Linked DNA regions of Sus scrofa: region 1 is linked to region 2. Evidence: chromatin contacts called from public Hi-C data. All regions are on one chromosome and are shown on one strand. The core of a region is the stretch at or near the end of the contact, and the rest is flanking DNA. Distances in the headings are between cores, read along the strand shown. Region 1 has its middle 130 kb from the start of TRNAE-UUC. Region 2 overlaps IPO11 (importin-11).

Evidence for each region. Hi-C and Micro-C count contacts between places; a contact is called where the count stands out from the background.
Region 1: a contact with region 2 is called in a Hi-C map of retroperitoneal adipose tissue, with 2.2 times the contacts expected there. The contact joins two enhancer-like sites. A contact is called at or near these places in 4 of 47 Hi-C or Micro-C datasets (fetal heart ventricle, mesenteric adipose tissue, retroperitoneal adipose tissue and 1 more) and 1 of 2 datasets of contacts at active chromatin or transcription factors (skeletal muscle).

Annotation. Positions count from the first base shown.
Region 1 is chr16:41,382,939-41,389,421 of Sscrofa11.1, forward strand. No RefSeq gene overlaps it. Among named protein-coding and RNA genes, the nearest start is that of TRNAE-UUC, 130 kb to the left of the region's middle. Within about 2 kb of position 5,158, at least 15 of the 83 cell types and tissues checked have an H3K27ac peak or open chromatin away from gene starts, as enhancers often do. A contact at or near this core is called in retroperitoneal adipose tissue, where this site is marked.
Region 2 is chr16:41,289,628-41,296,635 of Sscrofa11.1, forward strand. All of the region lies in intron 27 of IPO11 (importin-11), which reads left to right. Among named protein-coding and RNA genes, the nearest start is that of TRNAE-UUC, 34 kb to the left of the region's middle. Within about 2 kb of position 4,249, at least 8 of the 83 cell types and tissues checked have an H3K27ac peak or open chromatin away from gene starts, as enhancers often do. A contact at or near this core is called in retroperitoneal adipose tissue, where this site is marked.

The DNA of each region.
Region 1 (6,483 bases), core at 3,908-6,407, 94 kb after region 2:
ATTCTACAGGCACTTACTGAATGTTTCCTAGGCACAGGACACTACAATTGATAAGCTAGGATAGGCTCTTACCTCTACAATACATTAAAATTGTATTAAATTGGGCTTAGGTGAAACCTGGGCATCAGTGTTTTCTGGAAGTCTAATGTGAATCCAGGGTTTAGAACCACTGGATTAAGTTACTGATTCAGTTTGTGGAACCAGCTTACTGAAGTACCTCATAACTGGATTGTGGCTCTGAGCTTAATTGTAAGTATTGAATAATCCATCAGTCTTCTTAGGGAGACATAGGCATGGCACCATGTAATCTACTGATATTAATGGGCGAGGGTGAAGTTATGGAAACCCTACATTTGTAAAGACAGCCTGGAGTCTAGGAGGGGAGGGGAATGGTAAGATAAATAACTTAGTAACTAGGGAACATGCCATGAAGATGTAAGAAGGCTAGGGCAGTGCTTCTGAAGTGGTAATGAACATACAAATCACCTCATTTTATTAAAATATAGATCTGACCCAGTATCATGGCCCCTGAGATTCTGCAGTTTTAAAAAGGTCTCAGCTGCTGCTGCTGGTCTGTGGATCATCCTTTGAGTCATATATTCTTCGAGTTTTTTATATTTGTGGTGCTAAAATATTTCTGCCTTGGTCTTAGAGGGGACTTTTTTCCAATGAAAAAAAGTTTTAATTTAAATTTGATAGTGCAAGTTAAATGAAAGTTTGAATTTGCTTATGGACATTTTTCAGTGTATTTTTTAAATTGAAGTATAGCGTACATATATGTATTTCCTTTTTCACATTTTTTCCATTATAGGTTCTTACAAGATATTAAATATACATCTCTGTGCTGTACAGTAGGTCTTTATTGTTTATCTATTTTATATATAGTAGTGTGAATTTGCTCATGGACTTTTGCTTTAAAATGTAATTTTGTCAAGTGAATCAGTCCTCACACACTACTTGAACTTCAGAGAATTAGCTCAAGATTGAAGGTCTCACTTAGCAACCAATTCTCCCCTTTGGAAGTAGTGTGATGAGTGGAAAAGGTGTGGGTCTGGGGTCGTAAGGACTGAACTCAAACCCCTGCCACCTCTTCCAGGGTATGTAACTTTGTGAGCTTCCGTTTTCCATATGTAAAACGGGGACCTTTCCACATGTAAAATAGGCTTGTTGAGTAAATTAAGTGCCACCACCTCTAGCTGCAGCAGCCAACACAGTGCCCAGGATGGAGTAGGCTCTCACTGAAATTATCCTCGTGACAGTGCACCATCCACTGTGACAGGCAGTGCCAGTGCAGCAGTGAGCTGGACTCAGACACTGCTTGAGGTGTGGAGGGGAAGACAGACAAGAAAACCAGACATGACAGCAGGCCTGATGGGTCCGTGAGGAGCCAGCCCCCAGCACAGAGATGCCTGATATCGAGACAAGGAGAGACCCTGCTTTCTTGTGTGTGTTATCATTGTCTGACAGGAGATGGTCTTTTGTTTTCCAGCCTAAATAAGTAGAAAACTCATCTTTCCTTTCTCCAAAAAGACTTGATTCTGACTCTGTGCCCCCCACCCTCCACCCCATGGGGTTAAACTGAAAGACAGGTGCGTCTGTTTTGGCTTCACAGGGAGATAGCATTTAAAATAGGCATGGGTTCAAAGCACCATTGGAGCAATAGGTCTCTCTTTAGGGAGGAAGGAGAAACTGAAGATCAATTCAATCATTCTTCCTGAGGAAAAAAAGAAAGATAAAAGATAAGGAAGCAATTTCACAGTTCCAGAAGGGAATAGAGAGCAGAGTTCTAGCTCTCCTGAAATTCATTTCAAGAGAACAACTTTGGTTGCTGCATTTCATCCTCTCTGATACAGGCTTGACACCCAGAACTATAAAAATTGGATCCCAACTCTGTTGCCACAGTTTATAGGATCAGAGACATATGCCCTTGGATATCTTTTCTGGCATTGGAAGGAGTTAACAAATTCTTACCTTGTCAGATAATATGAGAGTAGCTGATAAGCAGGTTGTCATTTTAAAGCAGTCAAGGGAGACATTGGAACTTCGGGGTGCTGAGAAACTGGAGAACTCAATACAGGATATTTGCCAGGGAGCCATCATATTTTATTGTAGAGTATTTTGTGCACAAGCAATGTCTGGGACAGAAATGGGACAATTACTTCTGAAGGCTCTATCAGTTGTCCTATATCGAGTTCTATGCAGTGGGTGTCAAAATGCAGTAGGGTTTGAATACATCAGCGTTGCTTCCTGGTGACTATGTGACACCCGTGGGAATGATCTGCACCTCTTCTGGAGGAAGGAAGGGAGAGAGCTGTGCCTGCCCCTTTGCTTCTTCACCCATTTCTTTCCTCCTCAATTCATTCTCTACAGTTCTGTCAGATGGCGTTTTCTAGACACCAAATCTGGTTATATGACATCTTGTCTTAAACCTCCACAGGCTCTCTTTCCTTTTGGCTATATAATGCATCCCAAACCTTGGGAGTTCCCTCCTCTCCATGCTTCCTACTCCAGCTGCTCAGAACATTTCCTATTCCTGGAAGAGCCCCCACACTCCTGGGCCTGACAGATGCAGCCTCTCCCTGCATCGTGCCTCTAAATCTGACACACATTCCCACACCCAGCTCAGGTGTCAACTCCTCCAGGAAGCCTTCCTCAGCTCATTCAGGATCCATGAGTCCCTCTCTTTTTTGGTTTCTCATAGCCCTTGTGCATACCCCTTTAATAGCCCTTTCTACATTGTTTTAAAATTCTTATTATTTTTTATGTCTCCCACTCTAGACCTTGAGCTGTGTACCTGGCATTTGGTAGGTTCCAGCGGGTGATTACTGATTTGAAATAGGAAGCTGGCCTTGTTCTGCTTTTCCTGACTTATCAAGGTTTTGTATAATTTGACGGCTTGTGGCAAACGCGGGCTCACAGACATGTTTTAATGACATATGCAAGCATATATGATTAATATCCTCTGAGTTTATGATTTTGTGGGTAAATTGTCAATCAGGAAATGGGTGCTCTTTTATTCTAAGTCTTAGGAGAGGACTCAGAAGTCATCAACATGTACTGTACAATTATTCGGGGTGAGCCTCGAACTTTGGACAGTCAGAAAGAACTAACAGAAAAACTCAGGGCTTCTCAAAGAATTTAGTTTTGTCTGGGGGGTAATATGAGCTAAGTGCTGAATTATGGGATAAGAGAAATACCACATGAACATAAGGTGTTCAATAAAGACTATCTCACTTATGTGTGTGTGTGAAACAAAAGGATAGTTGATAGGAGAGGGTTACTTATTTGTGCTTCTGAAATGACTGCAACCCTTAAGACGGGTAGAGTCTTCTGTTTCATACAAAGAGAAAATGAGGTTCTATTATTTTTGAGGCTCATAGAAAAACTTAAGAAATCTTTCAGAGAATTACCTTAATGCCTCTCAGTCATCCATCACAGAGGGACCTCCCTCATTCCTTTGAAAGAGACTACTTGTAAAATTTTTATAGAATTCCTTCTCTGAAGAGCTCAAACTACTGAACCATACATACCAAGGCCATGATTCTATTTCTATATTTTAAATTTGTATTTCTTCTGAAATCAAGTCAAGGACCAATATTTTATACAATTAAAAAATTATTTATTTATTTATTTATTTTGGGGGGTCTTTTTTGGACTTTTTTTAGGGCTGCACCTGCGGCATATGGAGGTTCCCAGGCCAGAGCCCACAGCAACACTGGATCCTTAACCCAATGAGGGAAGCCAGGGATTGAACCCACAACCTCATGGTTCCTAATTGGATTCATTTCCACTGTGCCATGACAGGAACACCAAGGCTTTCTATACAATTTAATATTTAGGACCAGGAGCAAATTTTCCTAAAGGACTTTATTCATATCTTACCAGCAGACAAAGTTGAGCTTTGTACCAAAAGTCACAGGAGAAGGCACTTGAGAATTCAAGAATATTGAGTTCCAAACAAAAGACAAGCCATTATATCTAATACTTTTGGACAAAATGGTGAAGAAGAGGGTGGAAAATAATGTACTCCACCGACTGTGATTTGAACAATTTGGGGATGGTTGGCATAGCTGCTACTCTTTGAAAAACCTTAAATCAATAAAACAGTGAACAAAAAACACTCATTTTTGCAATGAATACCTCACAAGTGCTTCTTGAGTCAGCTTATAATAACTGTAAATAAGAGGTTTCAGAGCTACCAACGAGCCTCTTGCACTCAGACCCAGGTGTGTGTCTTTTCTGCCCCCAGCACACAAACCTCTCCCAAGGCTGAGACTTTCACAGGCCATTTCCTCCCGGACAGGCTCAGAGCGCCTTTTCTTTAAGTTTTGCAGCCTTGCCTCTCAACAACTCTCTTGCAATTTAAATCCCACACCTGGACAGCTGCCTTCGCTGGTTTAGCGCCCTCTTGAGGCAGCAAGGCAGAGGCACATTCTTATGGGTGAAGATCCCGTTCTTGTTTTGGTTGCATTTGTCTGGCTCCATAATAGATCTGAAGCCTGGCTTCACATTAGAACCACTTCGAATCTTTAGTTAAGGATTGACGGCTGAGTCCTGTCCCCAGACGACCTGATTCAGTGTTTCTGGGGATGGGGTCCAGTGATTCTGATGCACAATGAAGGCCAAGAGCTACTGGTCTCCACCCTCCCTCCAACCCCATTTGATTACAAACTGCTGCAGGCATAGGCGGTGGTGGTGGTGTCATGGCGTCTTCTACTTCCGTGAATCTACCCATCGATGTCGGTGAGTTCTCGGTACTCATGACTCACTCTGTGACTTCTCTGAAGATCCATTGGGTCTAGGTGGCCCTGCCGGGGTCTTCTCAACTCTCAATGTAGTATCTGAGGCTTGGTGTGGAGAGAGCTGTGTGAACTTCCCATCTCTGCGGGGATGAGATGGTGCTTTCAGGACCTTGCCCTGTTGTTATCTTCGGAAGCAGAGCGAGTTGCTGTCCAGTTGAGGGAGAAATAAAAGATAAACTTGTGAAAGAGAGGCCTAGCTGCTGCCAGACCCAGCTGGCAAGAGGTTTGAGTCTGATGGTAAGAGATTTGGGCTGAGCCAGGAGGAGAAAGAAGCCCAGACAGCAGGTCTCTATTGACTGAGAACAATGACTATTTTTCACTGAGGTGGGAAGCAAGTTCATTAAAACTCAGTTGGATTAGCTAGGCTGTCAGCTGCTCAGAGAACTTGGCCAGACCCTGGAAATCTAGCCAAGGATGCTGGGCCAGGCTTCTACTGTGATTTCAGAGCAGCCATTTAAATTTACTTTTACTGTGATCCTTCTGTGAATGAGATTTGTGCTTTCAAGAAAAAAAAAAATGTTATCTTAATTATGTATGGGGTTCTGGAAAAGAAACTGAACTTGGAAAATGTGGATTTGTGTTTGACCTTGCTCGAGGTTGAGTGACTGGCCCGGAAGAGGCTGTTTCCTCATCTGTAAATTGAATTGTGAGACATACTCTACTAAGAACTGCTGTGAGGATAAATAAAGGTCTTCTCCAGAAGGTGGCAGCACATACTAGAAGTCACAGCCACCAGCTATTTTCAGATTAACTAGGCCCCCTAGAGGAAAGCCTACCAGAAGCCAGGACATTCCCCTGGCTGGAGTTCCTTATTTCTTGGCCAGATGTTGGTCTTCCAGCCAGGGCTCTAGAGACATGAACTATAGAACCTGACTGTTGGAAAACTCTTCCCCTAATAGGCTCTTATTCCTCTGCTGTCCCTGACCTTCTTCCACACCCCACCTCCACCCCCTTCTCCACCACTCCCTGGCTTGGATCTCTGTATACACCTCTAGAGAATAACATTGAGGATTCTTTACACTTTTTATGCAATCTAATTCTTACTCGAGGAGAGAGGAGTTTAAATGATGCTTTCTTTGCTTGAATGTTTTTTAGTGTTTAACCAACTGTTGTTGGTGGACTGTCTAGAATCAGTAATGATAGGTACCACTGAAATAAATTCTAAGTAAAGGTAAGACCATAAATGAGAAGCATGAAATGTGCCAAGACAAGCATAACAGAAATAACCAGAGCAAGATACACCCCCTTCTCATCCTGCCACCCACAGTGTCAAGGCTGTATCTGCATGACACAATATCAGAGGTAGTTGAGGCTTTGGGGCTGAATTTAAAATTCTAAATGTGAGTAAGTGGCTAGAGCAAGGTTCCCTGGAATAATTGCTGGCTAGGGTTATTGCCAGCCCCAAAGAAACAAACATCTTAAAGTCATAAATTGAGTCAAAGTTCTCTCTGGGATAACCCTTATGTTTTTTGATTGAAGCCCAGTGGCTGTCGGTTCTTTGCATACTTGAATCATATGTGGAGCCTTTCAAAATACAGAGTCCCAGGCCTCACCCTAGACAAATTCAGTCCGAATCTCTGAGGGTGAGAAACACCTTGGTGTGTTGCCACAGCTTTCCAGGTGATGCCAATGTGTAAACAGAGCTTTAACCTGTGGTTGGGAGAGCTAATCTCACTAGACT
Region 2 (7,008 bases), core at 2,999-5,498:
AAATAGACAGCCACAAATGGTAATTATGAAAATTTGTAAATCATTTTGATAAAGGTCTGCTATCTAGTATGTACCTCTGATTTTTTGGTTGTCATTGAAAGAAAGTGCAGGGTATTAACAAAATATTAATATGGAAATAGTATTATCTGAAGGAGTTGTAGTGTTGATGTTAAATAAACCTGCTTTAATATCAAAGGGAGTTATACAATTATATATATATTATTACTGATATTTTAAGTGTGTTATCAGGGTATTAGTAATGTTAACAAAAGTCATATTAGAAAGCTTAAGCAGTCAGATTTTTGGAAAATCAATGACTAAACAATGCATAATATAAACAGTTTATACCAACTCTTTAAATCTTTACTTTAAAATATTACATTATGGGGACTTCCCGTCATGGCGCAGCAGAAATGAATCTGACTAGGAACCATGAGGTTGCAGGTTTGATCCCTGGCCTCACTCAGTGGGTTAAGAATCTGGCGTTGCCGTGAGCTATGGTGTAGGTCGCAGATATAGCTCAGATCTGGCATTGCTGTGGCTGTTGTGTCAGCCGGCAGCTATACCTCTAATTAGACCCCTAGCCTGGGAACCTCCATATGCTGCGAGTGCAGCCCTCAAAAGATGAAAGTAAATAAATAAATAGAAATAAAAAGTTGCATTATGTGCAGATACATTTTTATTGTAAAAGATTCAAATGAACAGCATTGTTAATGAACTATACTTCAATTGAAAAAGATAAAATAAAATACTTCAAATTAATTCAGATGTATACATGGTAAAAAGTCCTTAAAGGGCCTCTTTTACTCTCCCCAATGTTTCTTATCAGAGATAACCTTTGTCAGTAATTTGATATGCAACCTGATATCATTTTTAGAACTTAATGTATTAAAGTACTAATTGGTAGTATTCAGCATTTTTTATGGTCCAATCTTTTAAAAAAAATTTTATCACAGTGTGGTTGATTTAATATGTTCTGCCAATTTCATCCATAGTGACCCAGTCATATATATATGTATGTATATATATTTACACCTACAGCATGCACAAGTTCACAGGCTAGGGGTCGAATTGGAGCTATAGCTGCCTGCCTATGCCAGAGCCACAGCAATGCAGGATGCGAGCCACATCTGTGACCTATACCACAGCTCATGGCAATGCTAGATCCTTAACCCACTGAGCAAGTCCAGGGATTGAACCTGTATTCTCATGAATACTAGTCTGGTTCATTACCGCTGAGCTACAACGGGGAACTCCTGTATATTCCTTTTATCACATTATCTACCATCATGTTCTGTCATAAGAGATTGGATATAGTTCCCTGTGCTATGGATATAGTTCCCTGTGCTATGCAGTGGCATTTCATTGCTTATCCAATCTAAATGTAATAGATTAAAAATACTAACCCCAAACTCCCATTCATCCCACTCTCTCCCCCTCCCCTTTGACAACCACAAGTCTATTCTTCATATCTGTGAGTCTGTTTCTGTTTTATAGATAGGTTCATTTGTGCTACATTTTAGATTCCACATATAAGTTATGTCTTAAGGTATTTGATTTTCTCTTTCTGAATTCACTTAGTATGAGAGTCTCTGGTTGTATCCATGTTGCTGCAAATGGCATTGTTTTGTCCCTTTATAGCTAAGTAGTATTCCATTGTATACATGTACCACATCTTCTTAATTCATTCATCTGTTGATGGATATTTATTTAATTTATTTATTATGATTTTTATTTTTTCTATTATAGCTGGTTTATAGTATCCTGTCAATTTCTACTGTACAGTAAAGTGACCCAATATATATTATTTTTCTCCCATTATCCTCCATCATGTTTCATCACAAGTGACTAGATATAGTTCCCTGTGCTATACAGCAGGATCTCATTGCTTATCCACTCCAAATGCAGTACTTTGCATCTGCTAACCCCAAACTCTCAGTCCCTCCCACTCTCTTGCCATCCCCCTTGGCAACCACAAGTCTGTTCTCCAAGTTCATGAGTTACTTTTTTGTGGAAAGGTTCATTTGTGCCATATATTAGATTCCAGACATAAACGATATTATATGGTATTTGTTTTTCTGTCACTTAGTATGAAAGTCTCTGGTTCCATCCATGTTGCTGTAAGTGGCAGTATTTTGTTCTTTTTTATGGCTAAGTAGTATTCCATTGTGTATGTATACCACATCTTCTTAATGCATTCATCTGTCAGTGGACATTTAGGTTGTTTCCATGTCTTGGCTATTGTGAATAATGTTGCAACGAACATAGGGGTGCATGTGTCTTTTTCAACGAAAGTTTTGTCTGGATATATGCCCAAGAATGGGATTGCTGGGTCATATGGTAGTTGTATATTTAGTTTTCTGAGGTACCTCCATACTCTTTTCCATAGTGGTTGTACCAATTTACATTCCCACCAACAGTGTAGGAGGGTTCCCTTTTCTCCACATCCTCTCCAGCATTTGTTATTTGTTGACTTGTTAATGATCACCATTCTGACAGGTGTGAGGTGGTACCTCAGTAGTTTTGATTTGCACTTCTCTAATAATTAGTGATGTTGAGCATTTTTTTCATGTGCTTGTTGGCCATCTGTAAACGTTGATGGGTATTTAGGTTGTTTCCATGTCTTGGCTATTGCAAATAGTGCTGCAAAAAACATGTGGGTTGCATGTTCAATCTTTTTTTAATTACAGAAGAAGAGTACAGAGAGTTCTTTTGTGGCAGAGCAGGTTGAGGATCCAACATTGTCACTGTAGCAGTTCAGTTACTGGCTTAGGAACTTCCACATGCCACAGGGTATGGCCAAAAAAAAGAGTTATAAATAAATTAAATAAATAAATAAGAACACAAGAGATAGTGTATAGCAGTATTTTTGCTCACCATTTTAAGTTACTTGTTTTTGCTGCCATTTTTTTAAGGAATAAAACAAAATTGAAATTTACTATATATTCAAATAGTATAAAATATTCTATGCATTTAGAAAATCACAAAAATTACTCTATTTACATCTTATTTGAACTTGCTTTCTCCACTTGATAGCTGTTTGTTGTTGATAAATGTAAAGTTTGTTAATTCTGAATATTTAAAGTTTTTCATGTTTTAAAAAAATACTTTTATTTTTAAAGTTATGAAATATTTAGTTGTGCATTAGGAAAACTCAAGTGAACCACATTTTGAAAAAATAAGTTCCTGAGATTTCCTCTTAACAATACTTTTGAAACACAGATAACATTACTTCCTGTCTCTCAGTTTCCTGTATCCATGGCAACCTCTGTTTTACACACTGAGTGTGGAGGAACCAATGTGAAGAGTGGTGTTTCCTGAGCAAATTGTGACTTTAAAAAAAAAAAAAAAAAGTTGAGGGGTGGAAGTCAACAGCACCACAAAAAGAAATGCAGTTTAGAAATGTTCTTCAGATTTAGAAAGAAAACCTTTATTTGAATCATCCGAGTGTTAATAATATGAATTTCCTGTTCTTGGTAAGATTATTTATTTACATATGAACTTTTAGCTGAAACCAAAAATAATTTGGTTTGTAAAATATTGTAGTTTAAAGAGATTTTAATTGTTTTGTAATGAATTTGTGTTTTTCTAAATTATACTGTTGTTTAATTGATGTTAGACTTTAAGTTGATAAAGGGACATATTATATTCAAAATCTTTGTCCCTGCATCATCATTTGTCACTTTTGTTATAGTCAATTGTAATATTTTAAATTAACTTAGAAAACATTTTATTTTGCAGTTCATTAAATTTGAATCATCATTTTGTCAAACAGTGGCTTAAAGGCTTGGAGCTGCTAATAATTCTAGAACATATTTCAAATTTATTGTTTTATGTTATCACCATTGTATGATTTATGATATTTAGTATTATTGGCTGATCCTAATAAAATACAGTACAGTATTTCTAGTAGTATAAAACTTTCATTTAAAGAACTTTGTGATGATTTAAAGTTTTACCTTTTCTTTTTATAGACAAATTTGATATGAACAGAAAAACCAAGAACAGGGCTATGTGTGGAGTACGTTTTTCTCTCCTTTGCCTCCGACTGTTTCTACTTGTTGCCTGTTATCTTGTATTATTGTTCCATAAAGAGATACTTGGATGTTCGTCTGTTTGCCAGCTCTGCACTGGGAGACAAATTAACTGCCGTAACTTAGGCCTTTCAAGCATTCCTAAGAAGTTTCCTGAAAGTACAGTTTTTCTGTATCTGACTGGAAATAATATATCTCATATAAATGAAAATGAGTTAACTGGACTTCATTCTCTTATAGCATTATATTTGGATAATTCCAGCATTGTGTATGTATATCCAAAAGCTTTTGTTCATTTGAGGCATCTTTATTTTCTATATTTAAATAATAATTTTATAAAACGCTTGGATCCTGGAATATTTGAAGGACTTTCCAATCTTCGTAATTTATATTTACAGTCTAATCAAATATCTTTTGTTCCAAGAGGAGTGTTTCATGATCTAGTTTCAGTTCAGTACTTAAATCTACAGAGAAATCGCCTCACTATCCTTGGGAGTGGTACGTTTGTTGGTATGGTTGCTCTTCGGATACTTGATTTATCAAATAATAAAATTTTGAGGATATCAGACTCAGGCTTTCAACACCTTGAAAACCTGAATTGTTTGTATCTAGAAGGCAATAATTTAACAAAAGTACCTTCAAATGCTTTTGAAATACTTAAGAGTCTTAAAAGACTTTCTTTGTCTCATAACCATATTGAAGCAATACAGCCCTTTGCATTTAAGGGACTTGTCAACTTGGAATATCTCCTCCTAAAAAATTCAGGAATTAAAAATGTTACTAGGAATGGATTTAATGGAATTAATAATCTTAGGTATCTGATTTTAAGTCATAATGATTTAGAAAATTTAAATTCTGACACATTTAGCTTGTTAAAGAATTTAATTTACCTTAAATTAGATAGAAACAGAATAATCAGTATTGATAATGATACATTTGAAAACATGGGAGCATCTTTGAAGATCCTTAACTTGTCATTTAATAATCTTACAGACTTACATCCAAGGGTCCTTAAGCCATTGTCTTCATTGACTCATCTTCAGGCAAATTCTAATCCTTGGGAATGTAACTGCAAACTATTGGGTCTTCGCGACTGGCTAGCATCTTCCGCCATTACTCTAAACATCTATTGTCAGAGTCCCCCATCCATGCGTGGCAGAGCATTGCATTATATTAAATGGACTGACTTTACAAATTGTGTTACATCTTCAACAAATGCATCCAGAGCTTGGGCTATAAAATCTCTCCATATTCATCACAAGACCACTGCGTTAATGATGGCCTGGCATAGAATAACCACAGATGGGAAACATTTGGAAAACAATGAAAGCGTTACTTTCTGGGAACGAATTCGTACTTCACCTGCCAGTAGATTTTTTCAAGAGAATGCCTTTGGTAATCCATTAGAGACTACTGCAGTGTTACCTGTGCAGATACAGCTTACTTCTCCTGTTAACTTGAACTTGGAAAAAAACAGTGCTCTACCAGTTGATGCTGCTTCGGTGTCAGGGAAAACATCCCTAATTTGTACACAAGAAGTTGAAAAGTTGAATGAGGCTTTTGACATTTTGCTAGCTTTTTTTATTTTAGCTTGTGTTTTAATCGTTTTTTTGATCTACAAAGTTGTTCAGTTTAAACAAAAACTAAAGGCACCAGAAAACTCAGGGGACAATAGACTTGAATACTACAGCTTTTATCAGTCAGCAAGGTATAATGTAACAGCTTCATTTTGTAGCACTTCTCCAAATTCTCTAGAAGGCCCTGGTTTGGAGCAGATTCGACTTCATAAACAAATTGTTCCTGAAAGTGAAGCGCAGGTCATTCTCTTTGAACATTCTGCTCTGTAATTTAAATATTGGCTATAAGAAAACCTCAGAGTTGTGGACATGAATAAGCTGAAGCCTCCTTATAGAATTTTAGACTTTATTTGGCTATATAATGAACTATATGAGCTTAGTATTAATAAATATATGTTTTTCATAATTTGTGAATACTGTATTCATTCAGCAAATATTTTTTGATAGGTGCTATATTAAGTAATAATAGGTAACATCTCTGCATACCAAGCACTATGCTAAATACTTCACATACAATATTTAATCCTTTATAAGGTAATCTGCCTACACTTTACAAGTAAGGAAACCTAGGCAGAGTGAGTTTAAGAAACTGTCCCAAATTCTGACAGTTTGTGGCACTTTTTTTTTCGTGTTTTCTTTTTTTTAAGACCACACGTGTGGCATATGGAAGTTCCCAGGCTAGGGCTCGAATCAGAGCTGCAGTTGCAGGCCTTCGCCACAGCCACAGCAACACTGAATCCAAGCTACATCTGTGACCTAAGCCGCAAATTGCAGCAGTCCCAGATCCTTAACCCACTAAGCAGCGAGGCCAGGGATCGAACCCACATCCTCATGGATACTAGTTGGATTCTTAACCCGCTGAGCCACAATGGGAACTCCAGCTTGTGACACTTTTTAGATCTGGTTTCAGAGCCCATGCTTTTAATTTCCTACTATACTGCTGCCTGGATACTAGGACTATAATTGTGAATAGCATAGACATGGTTCCTATTCTTGGTAGAGCTTACAATGTGGAGGAGGAGACAGACACATGGTTACTGTATGGTGTGGTAAGTACTTGACGTGAAGGCACTGTCTTGGATAAAATACATAGAAGTGAGAGATGCCTTTATGAGAAAAGTGCATTGAAACCAGATCATGAGGGATAAGCAGAAATTAGCCCAGTGAAAGGGATCTAATAGGTAGAGGTAATATCATATCAGAAGGGCTGAAGAAATAGAAAGAATAGTGCTTTTTAGGAAATAAAATTCAGTCCAACTAGAGTTGTGAGTGGTGTTGTAAGATTTGCAACTGGAAAGATCAGATGATAAAGGATGTTATAATTTGATGTCTTTCTCTAGGATAACAGGGAGCCATGGAACGAGTTTAGTCATTGTTGAGAGTAACAAATGGCTGCT